Linked DNA regions of Danio rerio: region 1 is linked to region 2. The links are chromatin contacts, called in public Hi-C maps. All regions are on one chromosome and are shown on one strand. The core of a region is the stretch at or near the end of the contact, and the rest is flanking DNA. Distances in the headings are between cores, read along the strand shown. Region 1 overlaps dab2ipa (DAB2 interacting protein a). Region 2 overlaps dab2ipa (DAB2 interacting protein a).

Region 1 (6,239 bases), core at 1,601-4,100, 98 kb after region 2:
TCATCTTTCTCTCAGATGACTTTCTAAAGTTTCCTTTGGAATATAAATACAAACTGATTAGGAATGAGACCATTGTTGGCATATAATAACTGCACAGTACAATACATGGAACACTTTAGGACTGGATTTGCCAAATAGATTGTAAGCCTAAGTAGATCTTAAAAATGCACAAAATGAAGAAAATGGAAATACACATAAACAAATACAATTACTGAACAAAATTAATAATGAAATTTAATTAGAATTAATATGCTTGAAAGAGTATTAAACAATAGTAAAATATTCTAAAAATAAAATATGTCAAAGACTTGTTTGGATTTGCACAAAGCATGGGCATTTCATATTGATTACCTTATGTTTTTTAATCTTAAGTTTTTCTTCCTAGCCATTTTATGTCCCAGTCTGCATGTAGGTGCTTTATATTGATTCCTAATCAACATGACCAATGGTTATTTGGATAAACCTTCAGGATTACGACTCCTTATACACTTATGTTACAGCACTTTTGAAATGGACAGCAACTCCCAAGTAGCACATAGAAAGTGTTTTCACTCGATCATGTTACGTGCCTTTTTGTGAAACAAAATGGAGTTGCAAAAAACCTTTGCGACTTTGCAGGTACAGAATGCTCTTAAGAGCCAAGATCCAAGAAGCTCAGCCCAGATCATTTTTGTCCTGAAAGATTTTCTCATATTTTCAAATATAAAAACAAAGTAAGAGACAAGACCTTAGACTATAGGGAAACAAACGCAAGAAAGAAAAAAATCTGTAGTCTGGGTTTACATCTGGAATTAGGATGTGTATTTGTGAATCAGATCACAAGTAGATGATAACATATCCTCAGGTCTTTGCACTTGCTCCAAATTACATTCATAATAGATTTTAAAGTATTGCTACTTAAAATCACTGAATGGTCTAGTACCTGAATACATTACAGACATGATCACTGAAAACAACTCTAACAGATCACTCAGATAATTAGGATAAAATAAACTAGAAATTCCAATAGTTCTGTCAAAGCAGGGTGAATCCGCCTACAGCTATTACGCACCCCGCTGATGGAATCAGCTTCCAGAAATGATCCGATGTGCTCAAACATTAGGCAGATGCGAATCAAGACTAAACACAAATTTGTTTAACTGTACCATTACTGATTGAGCACTGTGCTACGTCCGACAGATCGCACTATTATGTTTTTCTCTTCTTTTTCATTCTTTTATAACATGTTTTGACACCTCTTAATAAGTTTTTATCTCATTTTTATTTTTGCTTCTTTTATTTTTGTTTATGTAAAGCACTTTAAATTACCACTGTGTATGAAATGTGCTATATAAATAAACTTGCCTTGCCTATATACAGATGTGACTAAAGAATAAAAAGTCTGAGCTTGTCTATTAGTTTCATGGGTAGTTCAATCGGACTGCTTTCATACTGTACACTGCTCATGTGGTCAAATGTGTTCAAATAGGCACAAAACACCACCTTCTCCATGCCTACTGGACATCAATGACCACTTTAAGACGTGTTATGAGAGAATGCATATTCAGGAATTAAAAAAAGAATTCATTGTTGCCATCGCTTTACATTTACATTACATTTAGTCATTTAGCAGACGCTTTTATCCAAAGCGACTTACAAATTCCCTTGTTTTACATTTGTTGTTTATTCAACAGTGCTATGGCAAAAATGATGTAGAGTGTTAAAAAATAAAAACAAAGCATCAAGACTAAATCAGAAACATTTGTATACGTATATGTTAATACCAGGTGGGAAAGGGAAAGAGTCTCGATTGGCAACTGCAATTCGATGACTGAAAAACCCAGAGAAGCACTGAGATGTCAAATTGCGGTTAATTTCAATATGCAATGTGCAAATATGTTTGAGTATGTAAGGAAAATATTGCTTAGATATCAGCAGTATAGCAAAGGCAAGCGGTCAGTCCACCTTCTCAAATGACTTTACCATCCACCGTGCACTTTAGTTGACTTCTGTGCGCATTGCTACAAGCTTGTACACAAGCAACTTACACTGACCTGAGGCTGGGAAACAAGCTACACCGTGTAGGTCACTGTACTGAAGTCAGATCAAAACAACATATGGACTCAGCATCCCGGAGCCTGATATTTCTTTTCTTGACAACCCAAACAACACGCGGGGAGCCGAATATTTCATAAGCATCTTTCACAAATTAGACTGCAGCCAGAGCATTTATCCTGCAAGTAAATCCAATTCATTCCTCACTCTGTGAACCCTATTCATCGGGGAGAAAGATGACTCAGACATTTTAGCACAGCAATAAGTGACTCTAAACAATCCTAATGGAGATGAATAGAGAAGATAAATGTAGGGAGAACATCGTGATGGATGCTACAAAATTCAGCAGGATAAAAAAGTACGACAATGAGGCAAACTTGTTGGCACAAAATCAACATTTTAACATAAATTATAATGACCAATGTGACGGCACATTAGACAGGATTCACTGACAGCTGCCAATATGATGATTTAAAGTGTTGAAATGAATAAAAATATTAATTTAACAAACAAGAAGCCTTAATTGATGGTAAACGGTTCCACCTTACCTGTCATTCTCCGCGCTCTTGAAGCCCGGTAAGATGTTCCTGAAGCTGCTGTGTCGGTCGAGCTTCGGCTGGCTTTTGGTGCGTTTAATGGAACCCTTCAGTCTGCGGCTCAAGAAGCCCTGGACAAGAAGTCAGAGGAAAGGACTGTATTAAACTAAAGATTCATCAACCACTGGAGCAGCTGCATGTGAAAAGCGCCGCCGCTCAGTTCACTCTTTCCACTCTCCTCTCATCCGTAGCGTTTGGTTGAGCCGTGCATAGCTGTGCGATTGGTGCGGCACACACACACACACACATCTGCTGGCAGCGCTGGGCTGAAGGAGCTTCACTGATGTGATACTCCCCTCAAAGCCGCTGTTACCATGGAAACTGTTGGCTGGCATGGAAAGGGGGGAAAAATACTGGTGCACTGCAAGTTCATGGGGGGAGAGCTGAGCTGGTGCTTTTAGGACACTTACAGATTAGGGCAAGATTAAAAGGACTTGAATTATTCTTCAAAGTCTGAGTGAGATGCTTAAAACATGGCCAAAAAAAGAGTCACAGAATTGCAGATACAGGGTGGGGGATCTGAAAAAAGGCCTCATGCAATTGAATGGCTAACTGATCTTGACAAACCACATAGTTCCTATAGCACAACAACCAAGGTGCAAATTACAGGGGGGTTTGATCACCCCTATTAAGGCCTTATCTCCCCTGAAAGAGGTCAAAACAAGATGTATGGGGTGTGTGTGTGTGGGGGGGGGGGGATGTTTCACTCTGAACTGTATTTTAAATAATAATGTTAATAATTTAAATAATAGATAGTATAAATATACATTTGATTCACCCTATAACTGTTCAAACCATTGTTAATGCATAATGCGCCAATCAGTCTATTGGTGTAAAAAGTATAAAAGTGGCAGATCTAGAGCTTAGCCAGAAGCTAGCTCTCTGCAACTCTCACATGGTCGCCCACTTAAGCTAAGCAGGGCTGCGTCCAGTCAGTACCTGAATGGGAGACCACATGGCAAAGCTTGGTTGCTGCCGGAAGTGGTGTTAGTGAGGCCAGCAGGGGGCGTTCAACCTGCGTTCTGTGTGGGTCCTAATGCCCCAGTATAGTGAAGGGGACACTATACTGCTCAGTGAGAGTTGTCTTTCGAATGAGATGTTATACCGAGGTCCTTACTCTCTGTGGTTGTTAAAAATTCTAGGATTTCTTTCGAAAAGGAGTGGGGATTTAACCACGGCATCCTGGCCAAATATGCCATCCCCATATCATAATTGGCTACATCACTCTGTCTCCTCTTCACCAATTAGCTGGTGGGCGGTCTGGCGCAATATGGCTGCCGTCGCATGGATGCTGCACACTGGTGGTGGATGAGGAGATTCCCTACAAAGTGTAAAGTGCCTTAAGTGTCTAGCAATCTAGTATAGTATAGTATAGTATAGTATAGTATAGTATAGTATAGTATAGTATATTATAGTATAGTATAGACCAGTAAAGTATTCACCTTATTCTTCGCGTACGCAGAAATTTAAATCCTTTAGGCTCCGGTCTCATTCACTATCATTCATTTTTGGACATTAAACACAGCTTGTTTAGCTGCTTGATGTTGCAAACTGATATTTTTTTATTATATTATATTATATTATATTATATTATATTATATTATATTATATTATATTATATTATATTATATTATATTGTCTGTATAATCATACAAACACTTGTTTGTAGAGTAAGTTTTTTGACAGTTTTCTGCCGTTTATTATTCCCAGTCATTTTTTCCCATAGGCGGCTGAATAGGAAGCTTTAAAACAATCGCAAAAACAAGTGCACTATAGCCAAACTTGCTTAATGATATCATCTTATATAATCTTGAAACAGACATATGATAAAGATAAGAGTCTTGTCTTTAAGTATAGTGTCTTATAGTATAGTATAGTATAGTATAGTATAGTATAGTATAGTATAGTATAGTATAGTATAGTATAGTATTGTATAGCATAGCATAGTATAGCTAAACTTTATTTATCTTTTATATTCTTGAAACAGATGTATAATAAAAAAGGATAGAGTCTTGTCTTGTAGTATAGTATAGTATAGTATAGTATAGTATAGTATAGTATAGTATAGCCAAACATGCTTAATGATATGTTATATAATCTTAAAAAAGACGTATAATAAATAAAGATAAAAGAGTCTTGCTTTTACAGAGCTTTTTAGACTCTAGAAAGCCAAACAGTTCAGCTTAAAGACATCTTATCGAAACAACTTCAAAGGCAATTTTGCTTCCGGGTGCTATCTAATTTTTTCAGCTCTTTGTTTTATATTTTCAAGGAATCTTTCACATGGATTTTGCCATCTGCTGAATTTCCAAATGGAATTATTCATTGAGCCTGTCAGGGTGAAGGAAGAGCACTGTTTGATGCTGCTGTTGTTTGGAGGAGATGCTAAACTGGAGGCTGCAGCTGCAGTCTGGATCAATGACAGCGCAGTGTGTAGCGCTCCACTCCTCAAACAAGCTCAAGCCATGGAGAGATTCTGCATCTCTCACAATTCAACTATTCGCTTGAGGTTCACATGAGGTCAAGTATTACAATCGCGTGTACTTTTTTCCTGCATACAATAGCTTTAGAACTTCAGGTTCAATTGCCTATGGGAGAAATTGCAATAATAAACAGAAGAAAATAGTTAAACTGCTTGCTCTACAAAAAAGTGTGTCCATGACTTTACAGACAAAGCAGAATAACATAATTAGGATACAGCCTGCATCACTATTACAATAGTTTGTTTCTCTGGATTTAAACATTCTTAAAACATTTAGGATAAAGTACACGAGTCAGAAAAAATTATATATATATATATATATATATATATATATATATATATATATATATATATATATATATATATATATATATATATATATACATATATATACATATACATATATATATATATATATATATATATATATATATATATATATATATATATATATATATATATTGCTCTTTTTGGGAATCTTGGAAGCAATAGAAATTACAAATGTAAAACAGGAAGTACATTGGGACCATTGCTTTTGTTTACATCCCTCAAAAATTGTGATTTTGTTAATATTGTTATTTCAAATGTAGAATAAATAAATAAATAAATAAATAAATAAATTGCAGCCTCTAAATTATTGTGGATTGATTGGCCCCACCAATGTAGCTGATTCACTGCCCCTCCCCGTCATTGTTGACAGCATGCACACACCTTCAACAGACAGCAACAATTGATATGTTTGTAATACATGTACATATGTTCACTTAAAGACCTATTTTTAGTTAAATAATAAATGTGTTAACATTACTTAGCACGGCTCAGAATTAGGTCATTTTGGTTTGCATTGTTTAACGTTTTCGCTTTTCTACAGAACTTTCGCTTTTACTGATTACTAATACACATTTGAAAATAAAAAATAAAATTAGAGGTAAAGTTCTTATAACATGAGTTGTTTAGCATTGTTTGTGGGATTTATGCACAACTTTAGGTTCATGAGATGGAACCCTTTTTATTAAAAAATCTAGCTTATTTAGCACCTTTATTGTTTTGTTTATTGACTTACAAGCATTTTGTAACAACTGTATTAATAATATTGTGGCTCATAAAGGAATATGGATACATGATAT
Region 2 (6,419 bases), core at 2,904-5,403:
GAATGTTTCAAAATGGATTAATCTGGATATTCTGTAACCTTTACACTTCTTTTTGCCTCTGTTTGGAGTGTGTTGCCACCATAAATAAGTTTATATTTGAAAAATACATTAAAGTTTGTCAGTAAAACCTTGGAAAGCATGTCTTTATACTTTTACTTTCCATTAAAAAAGTTAAAGAGAATTAACAAAATCACAGATAGATCACTTCTTTGACTTTTACAAAACATCACATCCTTTTCATAATTGGGTTGGTAAAAGCTATAGTATGCAATCAATCGTGCACAAAAACATGCACACAAACAAGTGCCTTAAAACTTTTCAAGGTGACAACAACGCTTGCTGGAAAATAAAAGAAAGAAAAAAAAAAACGCTTGATCAATTTTTAATGAAGATTTATTCAGCAGACTTCAAAGGAACAGTTTGGACAATGCGAGGAGTCATTTAATCACTAGCGCAGAGCCTGCAATTAATTCTGCTTGTCTGCTCATTCCTTTCACCTCTGACGGCAAGAGGGCTTCGTTTGTTCATCCTAACCTAAGAGCCTTGTTTGATTGTAGCGATGCACCGAAAGACTCATTAACCCCCAAGAGATCTAAGTGCCAAGTTGTTTTAAGAATATCAGCCGAGTGCTAGCTAATTTAGTGGTTTCTAAATGAGTTCTGGGAATACAGCAACTCATGGATCTAGTGAGACACAAAGAATGTGATCGACTTTAAAACACAATCCCAAATCTTGGAAAATGATCATATCTTGGAACTTGGAAAAGTGTTTTTTTTTTTCTTGATTATAGCCGTAACAACATTGATTAGGCAGTAACTGAGAGCAAAACATGGGCAGTGCTTGCCCTGCATCCTCGTTATGTCGTTTCTATTGGCTTTCTGGCCATTATTAATGTAAATCTATTGCATTTGTAAATCTGGAATAGAAACTACTTTCCAATTAGTTATTTTGTGTTTTTATGTCCGAAATTTTATTTTGCATGATATTGCTATCAAAATATAAAACACATACCCAGGAGACGTGTGGCTTTTGACTTATAACTTTTCTGTATTGCTCCAGGACCAATTTCATATATTTATGAAATAATAAAATCTGGACGAAGCAGTGGCGCAGTAGGTAGTGCTGTCACCTCACAGCAAGAAGGTCGCTGGGTCGAGCCTCGGCTTCGTTGGTGTTTCTGTGTGGAATTTGCATGTTCTCCCTGCGTTCGCGTGGGTTTCCTCAGGGTGCTCCGGTTTCCCCCACAGTCCAAAGACATGCGGTACAGATGAATTGGGTTGGCTAAATTGTCCGTAGTGTATGAGTGTGTGTGTGAATGTGTGTGTGGATGTTTACCAGAGATGGGTTGCAGCTGGAAGGGCATCTGCTGCGTAAAAACTTGCTGGATAAGTTGTGCAAGTTTTTTACACTACTTAAGAATCTATAGGTTTTTTTTGTTTTTGTTTTGAACATTATAAAATCTAGATGCTGGAATAATAAAGCCTAACGTGTCTTCTTTCCAAAGATATATGAACTGTGAAGGTAGACCAAATTACTCAGCAACTGTTACTGTTTTATATTGGGAAGGTAATTTTTAAAATGCCTCTGGCGGTGAGGACAAGTAGGACACCGATATAGTCTCAGAAAACCTTTTACAGAAATCTTATTTTGCATGCTATCTTTATTAAATTTGAAATATAAACTTATGAGAGACTAGGCTTTGTTTGTTTATGAAAAAACAAATATTAAAAACACTACAATTTTTCTTTCTCATTACTTCATAATATATAACTTTTCATATTTTTTTAGCATGAAACTTTCTAGATGGATTCAAAGTGTCTTCTTTCCAATGATATTTAATTTTTGTTTGTAGCTCACTGGGGTCAAGGACTTTTACTATTTAAAGTTAGGTAGGTGTAAATACCCAAAAATGAGTACTGGCTAACACAAGTAACTACTAAAATGAGGGAACAAATTCTTGATTATACACATACTTGTTTTCTAAAAAGCTTCTCAAAATAGTGTAGAAATGACAAGTGTAGTCAAAATGACTGAAAACACCATCCAATTATGGCTACCAGTTGTTTTAAGTTCTTAGACAATATTTGGTTTTATACAAATTAAAATCATTTGGGTACATAGGGACTGAATAAAGTGAGTGAAACACAACATCTGCATAAATCAACAACAAGGGTTTTGGTAAACTAAATGTTGATGATTTAAATTTGCACTAAAATTATATTTCTGATGAGTACAATTAAATTGACATAATTGACATGAATATGACATGATTAAATATCATATTAAATATGACATGATCTTTTCATCAAGATATAAACCATACCAAATAAAGCCAAAACATTTGTATTGCTTCCTGGTGGGTGGCTGCAGCACATATCATAAAAAAATTGTACAAATGTAACAAATACATTTTCAAATGAGCTTTTTCCATAAACGATTTAGATAATTTTAGGTAGTACTTATTTTAATTCACATGCTGAAGTACGTTTATATGTGTATTATGTAAGTTTGACACCCAGCGGTTGAACTTACATTACATTCCTGGATTAAAAAAAACATTGGTTGTCAGATTGAGGACCACCAGAAGCGAGTCTGACAATCGAGCCTAAAGGCTGATTTAAGTCATGTTCTATATAAAAGTAACAGCACACGATAGAGTTTTTGTTCTAACCAACACCTTAAATTAATATATTAGAAATGGCTTGCAGCTGAATAACAGCAAACTGGCAATGCTTACCTCAGGTAAACCTCATGTGCTTTTACTTATGTTAAATGTGTTAAAACCAAAACAAAGACAGATATTCTGGCACGTAACACATTTTCAAAGCAGAAAATCTGACTTCAGCATTGTTTTTCAGATAACCAAGATTGTTCAAGTGGCATGTTTCTTAAATATTTGCAAACATATTATGGTATTTTATGCTTTAGAATTGTCAAAAACTTATACAGAACATTTAAGTGTAAAGTGTTTATTTTTCTAACACGTTTGCTTTTAGTTAATTGTCACATGTGTATTTGCAATTAGGCCGAGAAGGGTATAAATGGAGGTCAGAGCCAGGTTCAAATGGTTTGGTCAGCTCAAAGTGGGTGGGACTTAAGCTCCAAGGGGGCTGAACACACCTCCTGGAGTTTTCATTTATCTTGTACATAACATGGAGTCCAACCTACTGTGTTTTATGAATGTCTACACCTACCCTAACCCTAAACCCAACCCTAGACCCAATCTAACAGTGACCTGTTATGTTTTATTAATGTTTATACAGTACCTACACCACCCCTAAACCCAGCCTAACTGCAGCATAAGTCCCTCCCACCTAGAGGTCTGCAGGAGGCTGCAGTCATACCTACTTGATTGGGCTAACTAGTAAACAAGAACCCTATCTAATTGGTATCGTTTCTAGTGACATCATTGCACAAGGTCACAGCAACCATACTTGGAACATTATGGCTTCAGTTTTAAATAATGAAATGAAATAGACACATTTATGAAAACTAGAGAAATAGTGTTCAAATGGACTCACTTGTTTGTGTAGTGTGCGCTGCTTGGACTCTGGACTGTCCCCTTTGGAGGACGAAGACTGTTGCCTCAGTCTAGTGCCGCTGCTGGGCCAGTCAGGAGACGATGACATCATACTTCCACTGGAGGGCCGTGGATAGGGAGCAGTGTTGAGCATGTTTGGTGGAGTGCGGCCTCTTGTAATGGCTGGAGGTGGTTGGTCTATCCGGCGCTGCGGGCCAGCACTGTTCTGCCGCGGTACATTGGTCTGGTGTTGGGTCTCTGTAAGTGACAGCTGTCGACGTGTAAACTCTCCAGGACGTTGAATAAATTCATCCCCACTACTGCCCCCTCCGCCGCTCGCCCCTGTGCTGGACTGGCTTATAAACGGGTGCTTTGGCCCCGCGGTAGCTGCTTCCTCTGCATTGCTGCTGATGGAACTCTGGCATTCAGATCCTGAATCGGCCACTGCACGGGGTGACACAGGCAATCCGGCGGCCATCTGGTACACAGGGTTCTGGAAGGAGAGCGGGGCAAGCAGCTGGGACCTTCCTGGGGCAGACTCTGTGCTCGGGGTGGTGGGGGTCTGACCTGCTCTCCTCAGGGTTGGACCACTGGGCGTGTTGCCCTTTATGGTGCGGGTGGTCCACATTCCTGCGCTCTGGCCAGCAGACGCCTGGCTGTCGTTGATGGGGTCACTGAAGGAGGTGTTGGCAGCGCTCTCTAGAGAACGGCTGTCCTGCAGGTCCACCATTGACAAGCTCTTGCTACCGTTGGGGATCTGAACATCTGGCTCGTTGGCCTCGGAGTAACTGGAGCTGCGGGCGGGTGACGGCTGAATCACAGAATTCCTTGTGACAAAGAACAGGTCCTTGTTTTCGGGGGTCGGCGAGGGCAGTCGAGTGAAATCCACCAGCCTGTCCAAAAGATGACAGGACAAAATGAAGATCACAGCTGTTTTTTTATTATTCAAATTAAACTCATTATCTAGCTCAGGGGTGTCCAATTATTCTCCTGGAAGGTCAATGCCCTGCAGAGTTCTGCTCCAATCAAATTATCTACAAGTTTCTGTTGTGTCTAAAGACCTTGGTCACGTGGTTTAGGATTTGTTTCAGTTTGGTAGGAGCTAAACTCTGCAGGGCTGCTAGGTCAGAAATCACATATTGCACTTGCTTACTAGGCTTCTCTCAAAATTTCTTGCTGTGATTAATTGCTTAAACTTTTGTCATGATACATGGTATCATCAATATATTGAGCTGCAAAAAAGATTACTTTAACAGGCAGAATAACCTAAAATACCTACTGTTTTACTTTAAAGCAGAGATGCCTAAAGTTGGCCCATGGTAACCTTTGATTTGGCCCACCCTCCCATCAGAAAAGAGTGGGAGCAGGGATGGGAATGTGGAATGGAAGGTGGTTTGACAGAGATTGTAAGATTAACGTTGACAAATTCAACGTAAATTTTTGTTTGTTTGTTTTGTGACTGAACAATAAAACAATAAAAAGCCAACTGAAATGAAATGTTTCAAATAAATGTTATAAATGAATCAGACTTTTAAAATGTGAATACTGTCACTTGTCAAATAGAGGACAATGCACAAGACATCTGCGAGCAAATCAAGGCAAAGCCAAGAGCAGCTCGACTATATTAAACATTGAATTGCATTGTGTTATAAATGTGATTGTTTATTTTTTATTTTTTTCTACTTTTCTGGTAATTTTTAATATTAGCTAATAAATTAGGAAATTACCCTTGGCAAACTTAATGTAATATATATATATATATATATATATATATATATATATATATATATATATATATATATATATATATATATATATATATATATATATATATACATACATACATACACACATATATATATATATATATATATATATATACATACATACATACACACATATATATATATATATATATATATATATATATATATATATATATATATATATATATATATATATATATATATATGGCTCATAGCCCTCAATCAAGGTTGGTTTTTGGCCGGTTTGGACACCCCTGCTTTAAAGTGTTACCTATTTTGTAATATATTGAATATTTATTTATTTATTTATTTATTTATTTATTTATTTATTTATTTATTTATTTATTTATTTATTTATTCTGAACATGTATATGCAATTAAGGGTGCACTCACACTATGCTATCCAAACCATGACCAGGTGCGTTTCCTGGTTTGTTTGACAAGTATGAGTGCTCCAAATCGGGCCCAGGTGCGGTTCAGTTGGCCGGCCCTGGCCCGGTAGGAAGAGGTGTGCCAGAGGTTAGGCTTTGGCGTGGTACGCTTTTAGTGTGAGCGCAAATCGTGCCTAAGCCCGAAACTGAAGACGCAACGTCACTTTTAAGGGACTGTTTCAGATGAGTTTATTAATCATTCTTACTTTTCAATGAACGTGAACTGTCATAGTTTATTACAGGCGCAAACCCCTCACTGCACGACAGCAAACCTCCTAATATCTGCAGTGTGAGGGCTTTTATGATAACTTATGAATGCAAAAGTTGTGGATCTGTTCTGCAAAATATTTGATTGTGTGTCACTGCATCCGTAACGACTAAAAATAATACAAAACTATATAACTAAAGCACATCCACTGTGTTGAGTGAGAGCGCTTCTCTCTGTTCAACTGAACAGCGCACCATCGATGACAAAAGCGTACTCTGTCTCGGATGCAATGTGAGTGCAAGCCGTTGGGAAAGAGGGGACAACTGCGCTTCGGCACGGTTCAAGGCAACTGTACATAGTGAGAGTATGCCCAAAGTCTCATTAGAAAACTTTAATGCATTAAATTTCACAGTGTGAAATAGGCATATTATAGTTATGTTAAAGTTAAGTAAAAAAATTTATTGAATTCATTCACACTCATACACTATGGACAA

What was found. A called contact is a pair of places that touch in the nucleus more often than the background predicts.
Region 1: a contact with region 2 is called in a Hi-C map of embryo, with 2.0 times the contacts expected there. The contact joins two enhancer-like sites. A contact is called at or near these places in 3 of 18 Hi-C or Micro-C datasets (caudal fin and embryo).

What each region holds. Positions count from the first base shown.
Region 1 is chr8:13,823,416-13,829,654 of GRCz12tu, forward strand. It overlaps dab2ipa (DAB2 interacting protein a), which reads right to left. Exons shown (of 18, transcript XM_017357419.4): 5 at 2,583-2,701. Among named protein-coding and RNA genes, the nearest start is that of dab2ipa, 90 kb to the right of the region's middle. Within about 2 kb of position 2,851, at least 7 of the 62 cell types and tissues checked have an H3K27ac peak or open chromatin away from gene starts, as enhancers often do.
Region 2 is chr8:13,723,613-13,730,031 of GRCz12tu, forward strand. It overlaps dab2ipa (DAB2 interacting protein a), which reads right to left. Exons shown (of 18, transcript XM_017357419.4): 14 at 3,522-4,413. Among named protein-coding and RNA genes, the nearest start is that of endog, 31 kb to the left of the region's middle. Within about 2 kb of position 4,154, at least 3 of the 62 cell types and tissues checked have an H3K27ac peak or open chromatin away from gene starts, as enhancers often do.